Regions from separate parts of the Mus musculus genome. Here regions 1, 2 and 4 are each linked to region 3. The links are chromatin contacts, called in public HiChIP or PLAC-seq and promoter capture Hi-C maps. All regions are on one chromosome and are shown on one strand. The core of a region is the stretch at or near the end of the contact, and the rest is flanking DNA. Distances in the headings are between cores, read along the strand shown. Region 1 holds the start of Cmtm3 (CKLF-like MARVEL transmembrane domain containing 3). Region 2 holds the start of Ces2a (carboxylesterase 2A). Region 3 holds the start of Pdp2 (pyruvate dehyrogenase phosphatase catalytic subunit 2). Region 4 has its middle 16 kb from the start of Cmtm4.

Region 1 (3,116 bases), core at 176-2,675, 250 kb before region 3:
CTCTATCAGCACCCAGACACAAGAAAATGCACACACACACACACACACACACACACACACACACACACACACACACACTGTTAGAAAGGACAGATGTACAAAGTCCCCGTGGCAAGAGGAAGCATCAATTTTCCTGAGGGTGCAGTGGGAGGGATCATGACTAGTGATCTTAGCGCATCCGGGTGACAAGGAAGAAAGCATTAGTCTCTTAAAGAGCCTCACGATAGTTAATGGGGCAGGAGTGCAGACTTAGTGGTATTAAGAGAGCATCCATGATGGGCTAGCCGTGGGGGAGAACAAGGATAATTCCAGATCTCTGGTTAGTCCAGCACAGAACGAACCCAAGCCTTGGGCAGCTAACGAAAGAGGCCAGGAAGGAGGATGGGCTGGCTGAGGCCTGACAGGAGCGTGGCCTGTAAAATAGAGGAAGATGGGCAAGCCAAGAACTAGCGGGAGGGTGGCCTGGGAAGTAGTAGGAAAACTCTGAGAGGAGCCAAGAAGGGGAAAGCACTCTGAAAGAACTGATCTCGCCTGGTTAGAGCCAAGCCTGGAGAGGACTTAGCGGAGATGGGGGTGGGGTATGGGGGCAGTGTCCCTGTCCTGGAGTTGTCTAGGCAGTAAGTTACTTCGAGCTTAAAGAGCAGAACCGCTGAGCAAGGACAGGTGGTCGCTTTAGGGGGCGCTCAGGGCAGATAAGTGGGTCTGTGTCAGTCAGGACGGGGGGGGGGGGGGGGGGGGTAAGGAGTCAAACGACAAAAGAAGACTCCAGGCCAGCCACACAGAGCAAACAGAGAGCTGGAGTGCGAGGGGACTGGGAGGATCTGGGTACAGAATCTGTGTCACCCCGGGACGTAGCAGAAATAGTGAGTGCGGGAGGTGGGGAGGTAGGTGCTAGAAGGCTGCATGGGAAGGGGTGCGAGAATGGGGCAGAAGATAGGTGGGGCAGGTAAAGGAGGTGGGGGGGGGCAGTAGAGGGGGTGAAGAATGAGAAGTGACCGGAGGATAGAGGGCCAAGGATAGTCGGAGGGGCAGTGTAGTGCAAAGATTCATGGGTGGGGAAGTGAGAAGAGCAGGGTCGGAGGGACTGTGGGGTGCGCCGGGGTTGGTGGGCGGGACAGGATCGAGGGGGAACTGAGAATGAAAGGACAAGGTGCAGGGAAGGATCCTAAGGCTAGTGAAGAGGCAGAGGAAGTAAGTGGAAATAGAGAAGACAGAGAGAGACAGACTGGACTACATCTGAGGGGCAATGAGGAGTGGTTGGAAGGATGGAGCAGGATATGGGCAGGACGTAGGCAGAGGGGGAGTGGGGGAGGAGGAGATGGGAGGATCCACAGGACGGATGGGTAAGGCAGCGTCCACGGAACACGGGGGCTGCGTAGAGAATGGTCGGAGGGAGGATGGGCGGGGCAGGGTTCGAGGGGCAGTTGTGGGTGGGGATGGGGGAGGTGGGCGGGACAGCGGAGGATGAGTCCCCGGCCTAGTCTAACTCCACTTTTTCTTCTTCCGCACAGCGGGTTTCCGCTTCCCTCCAGGGCGGTGGGTGAGGCAGTGAGGCCCAGGCTCGACCAGATAGCGCCGCTATGTGGCCCCCGGACGCAGAGCCAGAGCCCGATCCAGAGTCCGCGCATGGCCCCCGAAGTGGCAGGACAGTGCCGGGACTCCGAGCCCTGTTGCCCGCGCGCGCCTTCCTCTGCTCTCTCAAAGGCCGCCTCCTGCTGGCCGAGTCGGTGAGTGCGTGTGCTCCCCGGGTGCGTGAAGCCCGGTACCCGCGCCCCAGCCTGGGGCCTTGCACCTCCAGCCCAGGAGAATTTGGACCACCGCCCCCAAGCTTGCTACGACTTCTCTGTAGCGGAGCTCGAGTCAGAATCAGGCCCGAGCCGTGTTCTTCCCGGATTCTCCAGTCTGCGAGGCCCTCGAAAGGGACCAGAAGTCAAGGGTTTGGGGTCCTGGTCCCCGCTGGAGCCGCAGCTCGGCTGCTGTGTGACCTCGAGCGCCTCCGCCCTCTCTGAGTCCCCGGGACTGCTGCGCTCGCTAAGCTTCTTCTGGCCTCGCCCGCCCTGCACACCCTCCCACCTCCTAGGCTGAGACCTAGCCGCCTGTGTGGTGAAGATCCTACGGAGTGGGATGTGCCCCCGGGGAGTGGGTGAGGCAGGGGCCACGTAGTGAAGACACAGGCGGACCACTGTTTCAGGGTGGCGAGCCTGCGGGGTGACTTCATGCCCTCCTTCCCCCCTCCCGCGCTGTACTCCTTCCTCCTCCCTGCTTGTCCCCACCCGGATAGGAAGGTCTCCTTTGTCCTCCCAACACTCATCATCACGTGTGGGGCGGGAACTGGCATGGAGCCTATGGAGATGGGGAGAGGGGTGGGAGGAGGGACGGTGGAAGGAGGAAACAGACCATAGTGACAGCCACTTGTTGCTCAGATACCTAGCAACTTAATATCCGACCTGCTCCCACTTCGAGTTGGGGATAGGAGAGACAGTGTCTTTAACTGCTAGGAAACTTGGCAGGTGACTCATCCAGTGACCTTGAGGATATCCTTGAGGGCAAAAGGGGGGTTCTGCCCCAGGACCTCTCCGTTGTACCCCAGGACCTACTAAGGAGCATCAACCCTGAGGTCTCCGGTAGAACCTAATACTTTGTTCCTAAATGAGGTGCCAAGCGGACCTAGAGCCCATTTTCTGGCCGTTTCAGATCTCTGGAAGCCTCTGGGAGGCGTGGGGCGGGTCTTTGAATCTACTGGCCACTGGCTTCAGTCCTACCTGCCCAGTACCCCTTCATGGAAAAGGAGTGAGTGCCAACCAGAAGTCACAAGATGTCCTTGCCCTAGCTGGGTGCCAGAAAGACAGGCCTAAGAAAATATGAAGGGTAGTAAGCTCATAGGGTATAGGGGAGCCTCCCCCAGTCATTCCTCCCCCTTGGTCTCATGCAAGTAGGGAGTCTGACCTGGATAGAAAGCTGGAGGAAGAAGCAGCCACCAAGAACTGGGGAGTGAGAAAACAGGAGTGGGGGAGGGAGGAGGTTGGGGCAGGGGAGTGCCACCAGAACCAGACTTTTTCTTTTTTTTTTTTTTTCAAATTTATTTATTATATGTAAGTACACTGTAGCTGTCTTCA
Region 2 (2,950 bases), core at 260-2,759, 140 kb after region 3:
TTGTCCGAGCCTTGTGGGGGATGCCCAGGATTACTTAGGGCAGATGTATATGAGGTGAATGCTTTGCAAACCCAGAGCCCGAGAAGCTGAGGTAGCAGGCCAATCTGGACTACAGAGAATATCCTGTCTTCAGCACAGAGTAGCTGAAAATGAAGAAGAAACGTGTTCACCTAATTTGAGTTCCACCAATGGCTCTTGTTCTAGAATATGGCTTTTTAGCTTACAGCCAGATGGGCATTTTGCCTGACCACACAGAATTTCATAGCTTTTTCTTTCTTAGAAGAGAAAGCTTTGTGGGCATAGCTGGGCTCTAAGCAGAACCATTTCAGTATTTGTTGTCTGTTACAAGAATGGTCAGGCATCAGTGACTGGTGCCATGTGTATGTATTCTGTATGTGTGTCTGTGGCTATGGCTGTGTGTTTGTGTCTGTGTGTGAGTCTGTGTATATGTGTGGATCTGTGTATGTGTGTGTTTGGAGTGCTTGTGCCTGTGTGTATCTCTCTGTCTATATGTCTGTCTGTCTGTCTGTCTGTCTGTCTGTCTGTCTGTCTGTCGGTCTGTCTCTCTCTCTGTGGGGCTCTGCTGAAGTTTCTTTCCAGCCCTCAAAGCCTGGAGATACTGTGAGGTTCATGTTCATGTGCTCAGAACATCTGTGAATATGTTTGACTGTGAGGTGTGTCTTGGCAACAGAATGGAAACATTAGAAGGTCCAGATATGTTCAGAAGAGCATCCTATCCCTGTCTCCCTGAGTGCCTGCCCTTGCACAGACACTTATTTCTAACTTTTACAGGCCCTCTGAGATCCTTTGGTTGCTTGTGACACAATCACTCACCTTCAGATTCCATATTATTAATTTATTGATGTCCCTAAATCTTCTCTGGGCCCTCTATTAAAAACATTATATACTTATGCCATCATACAATGGAGATGAATGTTGCTCCATCTGCCTCTGTGTCTCCTAAGCAGTTTCTCTCTGTCATTACGGGGTTCTCTCCTCTAATCCCCACGTTCCCAGGCACCCTAAATATGACAAACCTTTATCTTCCCAGGGTGCTAACTTTTGCAGGATTCATAGAGTAACTTGAAGGCCAATCCCAGGACATGACTAAAATGATGATTCTTGTAATGTCAATCTTCCACAACAGGAAGTATCCTGACTGTGTACCTATTGACAAGAGCCCTGTGGCTTCTCCTGTTGCAGCTTTCTGCTCCCTGATCTTCATACCAACACCTACATTGGGATGGTGAGGAAGAGAGTCAGGAATCATGATTCCATATTGGAGGTCAGGGATCCTGGCATTGCAGAAGGACTTCAGATGCCCTGCTGTGTCTGTCCAAGAGGCCAGGGAAGGAAGAGAAACTGCAGAGGTGGCTTTGCCTGCTTGTTGGCTCTTGTCTCCCTGTGGCTTCTGCCTTATCAGTTTTTCTGCAATAAGAACTTTGCCCCATCCAATCAAATGTCCACACCTACACCCCTAAAAGTACAAATTCCTGCTTGGACCAGGCCGATCTGTTTTTGTTTCCTGCTGTGACACTCTCATGTGCAGCAGCACAGGTTTAGGCCTGAGATTCAACCATGCCATTGGCTAGACTTCCTGGTTGGCTGTGTGTTGTTGCCTGTGGGCTCCTGCTTCTCCTCCAGCATGTGCATGGTAAGACTATCTAAATGAGCACAGGGGACTTGGGTCAGAACTGCCCCAGTTCGGCAAAGTCAGAGGCTGAGCTTGTGGGATGGAAGGCACCAGGAAGGGAAAAGGAGCTGGTGGAGAATGACAGGTGACAGTGTGGGGAATGTGTGCTTTGTAATGTCCCACCAGGGCACATGGGGCGGGGGGGGGGCATCAGAGATGTCTGAGGTTAGCACATACTGAGGAGACAACCGGGACAGAACAACAAGCAGGACATGTCCCTCCTCTGTGTGTGCTTGTGGCTAGAAATCCTACAACATTGATAATGATAATAATTCCTTCCTAATGCCAAGTGGCTCTAAGCCTGTCACTTTGTTGACTAGGGAAGAGTCCTGACAGTTTGGAAGAGGGTCAGTGGACAAGGTGTCTGTCCCTAGGGAATCTAGAAGCCCTCATCTCCTCATCCTACTACTGAACTGAGATGACCCAGGTTACCTTCCCCATGTACCATGGTGATGATGAGGTAGAAAGTCCCAAGTGTGGTGACAGCTGATGGCATCTCTCCACTTACAGGCCAGGACTCAGCCAGCCCCATCAGGAACACCCACAGGGGTCAGGTGAGAGGCAGCTTTGTCCACGTGAAGGACACTAAATCTGGTGTCCATGCCTTCCTGGGAATCCCCTTTGCCAAGCCTCCTGTAGGACTACTGCGCTTTGCACCTCCTGAGGACCCTGAGCCATGGAGTGGTGTGAGAGATGGGACCTCACAGCCGGCCATGTAAGTTCTAGACCCAGAGGACTTCAGGCCTGTGCTCTGGGCCACACTGCAGGCTTCCTCCACCTCAGCTCTATAGCAGTTTTCTGCCTATGATGAGGGGCATCTCCCATGCACGTTCTTGATGAATGTGCTAAGAATTAGAGTAGAACAGCTGTGCCAGGCTGCTGGGTCAGAGCACAGCACCTGTAGGGACTTAGTTGTAGGAACTGCAGTAAGGAACAGAGACTGAGCCCATTCTTCACAGTCCCTGTGACCATCCACTGTCCTTGTGCCATTGACTAAGGAACAAGCACACATGCTTCTAACTGGAGACTATGTGGAACAAGGAGGTACCTTATTGGTACTTGGGAGTGAAATGAAGAATGTCTCACTATCATATGGAGTGGCATTGCCCACTCATTCCTATAGTTGCTATGTGGGCACAGTACCTCAATACCCAAGTATCTTAGTTCCCTTTCTATTGCTGTGATAAAGTATCCTTACATAAGCAACTTAGTGAAGAAAGATTTTACTATGGGTCACAATCCCAGCTTATAATCAAT
Region 3 (2,775 bases), core at 189-2,688:
TGACAACTTAGTGAGAATCTGTCTCAAGGCATAAAAAGGGGAAGGGGTAGGGTAGGATGGGAGGGGAGAGGGGGACAGGGTAGAGTAACGAAGATCTATCTATGATAGTGTTTGATAGTATTCAGGAGGCTCTAGGTTCAATCCTCAGTATCACAAAACCAAAGCAAAACCCAGAACAAAAACAGGGATTTAGCAAACGCCTTTAATCCCAGAATTTGGGAGGCAGAAGTAGGTGGATCTTTGTACATTGGAGACCAGCCGGTTCTACATAGCTAGTTCTAGACCAGCTAGGGCTACCTAGTGAGATGCTACCTCAAAAACACAAATAAAACAAAACACTCCCAAGCAACCACCTCCTTGAGAGGCCTGAGGCCCAGTAAGGGGACACATCACAGAAATACAGCAGGAACACTTTTACCTCAGACGTGACTTTGGGTAAACCAGCTTGCCTTTCTTTCCAGAGACAGCACTCTCAGACCTTTCTGCTATCTCTTATCTCTCTTTGACTTCAAGAAAGGACTCTACTGACTCACACATTATAAGGTGAAGACCAGACTCAGCTATTGTTAGGACCAGAAGGCAAGGAGGGAAAGCTCTGGACCTCTCTGGTTCTGGCTCTCCCAAGCTACCAACAAGTAAAGGTGCGGCTAACATCACTTGTCGCTAAGAGGCCAATGTAATTGAGAATTCAAAATGGTGGTTAGTAAGGAGCCAATGAACTCTTTAGATCAGAAATGTGAGTATTAGAAGGTTCCTTCTAGCTGTTTGTAAAGGAAGGAAAATCGGTTGGGACTAAGTGTAATTTGGAAGTAGGGGGCCTTAAAGGCTTTGGAGTCTGGCATTGGCAAATGGATGGGTGGGAAGGGACTTAGGAGGTGGGAATGACAGGATTAAAGTGTGTGACAGTAAGGGAAGCATCAAATTGACCCTGGTGTTTGGACTTGGGTCTTCTGGGGCCGGCGAAGCCATTGCTGGTTTAGGAAGAAAAGCAGGTTTGACTGGAAGATAAGGTCAGGGCAAGTAGAACCTAGAGTGTCCATAAAGCCTTCAAGATAGGTGTCCAAAGATAATAAAGATGTGGCACTTTGGAGAGAGGCTTGGAGGGAACGGAACAAAACCCGGGAGGAATCTATGTGAGAATGAACTGTAAAGAACTGGAGAGGTCTCTTGGTTCTGGCTTTGCAGGGTGTGGTGATAAGGGAAGCTTGGGGAAGAGCCCCACGTGACGACCTACTGGCGCAGCGGCTGCACAAAAGCCACGGGTAACCCCAGGGGGTAGAGTGCAGGGTGGCCCCTCCCGGCCCCGCCCCTCTGCCTTCCTTTTGCCCTCCTCATCCATTGGGTAATCTCAATGTCCGTCAAGGGCCCGCCTCCAAGGATAAGCCAATCAGGAATGGCGGGAGGGATATTTCTTTTGGTGCTGGTTCCTCGACTGGGGGCCTCTCCAGGGAAGTAAAACCCAGTCGCAGCAACCGCGGAACTGTGCTCAGGACCAGAGTGAGCCGAGAGGATCCGCCGAGTGCCAGCGGCGCCAGCTGGGGAGGAGAGGACGAGGATACGAGGTAAGGAAGGGGACGATTCGGGGTGCGGACGCCTTCCCTAGCCTAGTTTACGGGTACCTCAGGTGATGGGGCGGAGAGGGGGATGAGGTGAGAGGGCGGGACGAGCTGGCCCCTGGTCATGGTCACCCCACTCGCGCGCACGCGCCACGTGGGCCCGCGCACTGGTGGAGGAGACGACTGCTTAGCCGGTTCTCTGCACCAGCTTCCTTAGTACTGGAGCACCGGTGAGCTGGACGTCGCAACTGGATTCTTACACCTTGGAAAGCCAAGGCTCAGCCACTAAACGGGGGCTGGGATTTCTTAGAGCCTTGCGGTCCAGCCAAGAAATCAAGAGACTTGGTTTCTTTAGGGGTGCTAAATTCTTTCTGTCCCATTGGAGGCGAATGGTTTTCATTGCGCACAGCTGCCTGTCCTTTCTGCAGGGTCAAGGGGCGTCTGAGGCCATCTGCCCCTGTCCGACCTCATCTGTCCCAAGTTCAGCGGGATGGGTATTGGCTTTGGGAAATCGGTTTGACAGTGCGTTTATACCCTTTGACCTACTGGTTTTGGAAATAAGTAAGGGAAAGGTGACTGCAAATGCCATGTAATTTGGTACCAGGTTAGTGGAAACAAGCTCCAAGTCACCAGTAGTTGTGAATGTTTATGCCAAAAACCATAAATAGTACTATCACTGAAAACATTGCCTTTAATAGGAAATCATGTTCACAGTAGTTGGCCCAATGATATAAAAATCTGTACAGAATGTATCCCAAGGACAAAAATAGTGGCTCCCTCCTTTTGTTGATTTTTGAGACAGTTTCTCTGTGTACCTGGTCTCAAATTCTGCCTGCCTTTTCCTTCTAAGTGCTGGGATTAAAGGCGTGCACCCACACTCCCAGTTTCAACCCCCCCCCCCCATTCCCATGGGCTTACTTTGTCAAGCAAAGTAACAGTCTGCAATGTAGATCAGGCTGGCTTTGAACTCACAGATCAGCTTGCCTCTTCACCTTTGCTTCCGGAATTCTGGAATTAAAGGCGTGATAGCACTGTGACGGCTCAGAAGTGTCGTATTTTATTAAGTCTTTACAGAACGTTGTGAAATCTTGACATGGTGCACACACTTTTAATCTCATGAGGTATTGAGAACGTCAGAGCAGGCAGATCTCTGATTTTGAGGACAGCTTGACCTACACAGTGAATTTCATGCTGGCCAGGGTGACAAAGTAAGACCTTG
Region 4 (2,792 bases), core at 248-2,747, 180 kb before region 3:
GGTTTCTCCGTGTAGCCCTGGGTGTCCTGGAACTCCAGTTCAGGCTGGCCTTGAACTCAGAAATCTGCCTGCCTCTGCCTCCCAACTGCTGGGATTAAAGGTGTGTGCCACCACTGCCCCAGCCTTCCTTTTTTAAAAAATTAATTAATTAATCTATCTATCTATCTATCTATCTATCTATCTATCTATCTATCTATCTATCTATTATATGTAAGTACATTGTAGCTGTCTTCAGACACTCCAGAAGAGGGAGTCAGATCTCGTTACGGATGGTTGTAAGCCACCATGTGGTTGCTGGGATTTGAACTCTGGACCTTCGGAAGAGCAGTCGGGTGCTCTAACCCACTGAGCCATCTCACCAGCCCTTTTTTTTTAATAAAAAAAAAAATTCTTCTACTATTTTATTGTGTGTGCGGGTGTTTTGGCCTCATGTATGTAAGCATAGCACATGCATGCATTGTGCCCACAGAAGCCAGAAGAGGGTGTTGGATCGCCCTGGAACTAGAGTTACAGATGGTTGTGAGCTGCCACATGGGTTCTGCCAACCGAACTTGGTCCTTTGGAGATGCAGCCATGCAGCCAGTACCCTGCTGAGCCATCTCGCCACCCACACTCCCATCCCCACCTCCCTTTTTTCCTTTATGACTAGATCTCTCACTATGCAGTCCTGGTTAGCCTGGTTAGTCATACTGCAGAGCAGGCAGACCTCAAATTCCTGTGATTTCCTTGCCTCTGCCTCCTGAGGGTTAAAAGCATATGCCAGTAGATCCTGTAGCTTTCTTTTTTATGCAAACCAGTTCTCCAGCCCAGGGAACAGTACTGCACACATTCAGGATGGGCCGTTCCCATCTCAATTAACCTAATAAAGATAATCCCTTACAGGCACATCAGAGGCTTGTCTCCTTAGCGATTCTAGATCCCATCAAATTGGCAGTATTCATCATCGCATCCTGAATCAGGTCAACTCCGTGGCTTTGTCCTTCTCAGCTTGTTTCAGCTCTGAAGTCTTGCAGGAGGGTGCTTCTTTTTCCTATGGCAGTGGCTAACACTCTATGCCAGGCCTTCCACTCCCAAACACAGGAAATGGCTTTTCACCTACTGAAGTCTCAAACACCTGCTCCAGGGCTCCACAGTTTCCCATCATACCCACAGGTAGCCATCTCCCATGCACCACCCGACGAAAGGCCTTAGGACCAAATTGTTGTGGGGGGTGAGGGGGGAGAAGGGACCTGTAAAGATTCTAGCTTTCGAGTGTGGGAGTTATGGAGTTTACTTGTAGCCTCAGAGACCTTGGTCTCAGTCTGGACTGAGTGGGCTCCATGTTCACCTTTCTATTACTAGCATCTTAAGTATCTGCAGCCCGGGTCCATGAGTCCTTGGAAGGTGACCATAGCTCCCCAGAGAGGCAGGAAGGAGGCACAGGACTACATATATATCCACATATCCAGATGCCCACGCATGCAGATGGCAGAGAGCTGCCTTGCCCATGAAAGCAGGCAGTTGCCCAGGTGATGGATCTTGTGATTCGCTGAGAGCCTATCTTCCCTAAAATAGCTATCTTTGCTCAGTCTGAACTAGCAATTTATTTCTTCAGTTTTAAGGCCTGGTATTTGACATTGTTCAGCCTGGGATAGAAAGCATGCAACCTAGGGAGAAGGCCATATCAAAGAGACATTGAGATTCATGTCCCCAGCTCTGCTCCTGTGTGATCCTGGCCAGTGACTTCCTCCCTGGCTCTTTGTCACCATCTCTAAGCCCTTTCAAAAGTTCTGACCTGTGTCCTTGACACACATTTCAGGACACTGTGCATTGCTAGGATACTTAGGGTCTCCCTGAGTGGCAGGTGAGATTTTCTCTTCTTTGGAGGATGACACTCACCAGAAGCCAAGGGACTTCCCCAAACCACTCAACTGTCAACTTCTGGGGCCAAGACTCACACTCAAGTCTGGGTCCGTGACTGAGGCAGTCCAGGTGTCCAGGCTGCAGCTGTGGGCTAGTTTTCCTTTCCTGCAGCTGTCCCAGTCTGGCCAAATCCCATGAGGGTTCCGAAGGCAGTGGGAACTATCTGGCAGAGCAGCTAAATGGAGACTGTGTTGGGTGACCAAGGCCTGCGGCCACCTGCAGATAAATGTTTACCTCACTTTCCTCTGTGCCTAGGTCAGAGCTACTGGTGGGCACTGGTGAGTTCAGTTGCTCTTGTGGCAAAAATTCGACTGTCTTAACTATTGCACAAGAAAAGAAAGGAGGGCAGAAAAAAAAAAGTTTAAGTCAAAGAAGGTGCTATCACCACAATCCAAATTTGAAACTTGGTTTTTTGTTTTTTGTTTTTGTTTGTTTTGTTTTTCCAAGACAGAGTTTCTCTGTGTAGCCCTGGCTGTCCTGGAACTCACTCTATAGACCAGGCTGGCCTTGAACTCAGAAATCCGCCTGCCTCTACCTCCCAAGTGCTGGGATTAAAGGTGTGCGCCACCACCGCCCGGCCAAATTTGAAACTTGAGAGGACCACAGACCTAGCTGGAGCCCTGCGCTCTGAAGGCAAATGTTCTGGGGACCCATTTAGCCCATTCTGCAGAACCTGGGGGATGAGAGGGAAGCACTACACTTAGGCTGTTCTGAACAGTTCATGCTACCCAGTCACTCACAAGGCAAATCTAAACAAAAGCCTGTTGAAGGCCGTGAACTCCAGTGTCCTCCAACCCTGCATGATGCTCTCCAGAACACACTTGGAGAAGGGTAGGCTGGAGTCTTGCAAGCAGGAATAGTAGGCAGTTAGGATTGGAGGATTTTATTCC

The links. Promoter capture Hi-C pulls out the DNA fragments that hold promoters and counts their contacts. HiChIP or PLAC-seq counts read pairs in DNA pulled down with a chosen protein or histone mark.
Region 1: a promoter capture Hi-C map of pre-B cells shows a contact between it and region 3, with 8 times the contacts expected there. The contact joins the promoter of Cmtm3 here to the promoter of Pdp2 in region 3. A contact is called at or near these places in 23 of 39 promoter capture datasets (the 3T3-L1 cell line, 3T3-L1-derived adipocytes, the C10 cell line and 15 more), 2 of 15 datasets of contacts at CTCF or cohesin (embryonic stem cells and pro-B cells), 14 of 484 Hi-C or Micro-C datasets (the 3T3-L1 cell line, 3T3-L1-derived adipocytes, the Ba/F3 cell line and 9 more), 16 of 115 datasets of contacts at active chromatin or transcription factors (the 230-238 cell line, the NIH/3T3 cell line, bone marrow-derived macrophages and 9 more) and 3 of 9 other capture datasets (adipose tissue, embryonic stem cells and liver).
Region 2: a contact with region 3 is called in a promoter capture Hi-C map of liver. The contact joins the promoter of Ces2a here to the promoter of Pdp2 in region 3. A contact is called at or near these places in 5 of 39 promoter capture datasets (the 3T3-L1 cell line, 3T3-L1-derived adipocytes, cranial neural crest and 1 more), 1 of 15 datasets of contacts at CTCF or cohesin (pro-B cells), 25 of 484 Hi-C or Micro-C datasets (B cells, the Ba/F3 cell line, the C2C12 cell line and 13 more) and 3 of 9 other capture datasets (adipose tissue, liver and pancreatic islet).
Region 4: an H3K27ac HiChIP or PLAC-seq map of embryonic stem cells shows a contact between it and region 3, with 5 read pairs. The contact joins the enhancer-like site here to the promoter of Pdp2 in region 3. A contact is called at or near these places in 2 of 39 promoter capture datasets (3T3-L1-derived adipocytes and pre-B cells), 3 of 115 datasets of contacts at active chromatin or transcription factors (bone marrow-derived macrophages, embryonic stem cells and pancreatic cancer cells) and 3 of 9 other capture datasets (adipose tissue, liver and pancreatic islet).

What each region holds. Positions count from the first base shown.
Region 1 is chr8:104,339,169-104,342,284 of GRCm38.p6, forward strand. Cmtm3 (CKLF-like MARVEL transmembrane domain containing 3) reads left to right here and starts at 1,426. Exons shown (of 5, transcript NM_024217.3): 1 at 1,426-1,727. The coding sequence starts at 1,581.
Region 2 is chr8:104,732,494-104,735,443 of GRCm38.p6, forward strand. Ces2a (carboxylesterase 2A) reads left to right here and starts at 1,510. Exons shown (of 12, transcript NM_133960.5): 1 at 1,510-1,654; 2 at 2,204-2,408. The coding sequence starts at 1,579.
Region 3 is chr8:104,590,034-104,592,808 of GRCm38.p6, forward strand. Pdp2 (pyruvate dehyrogenase phosphatase catalytic subunit 2) reads left to right here and starts at 1,439. Exons shown (of 2, transcript NM_001024606.2): 1 at 1,439-1,562.
Region 4 is chr8:104,410,199-104,412,990 of GRCm38.p6, forward strand. No RefSeq gene overlaps it. Among named protein-coding and RNA genes, the nearest start is that of Cmtm4, 16 kb to the left of the region's middle. Within about 2 kb of position 1,498, at least 66 of the 459 cell types and tissues checked have an H3K27ac peak or open chromatin away from gene starts, as enhancers often do. A contact at or near this core is called in embryonic stem cells and pancreatic cancer cells, where this site is marked.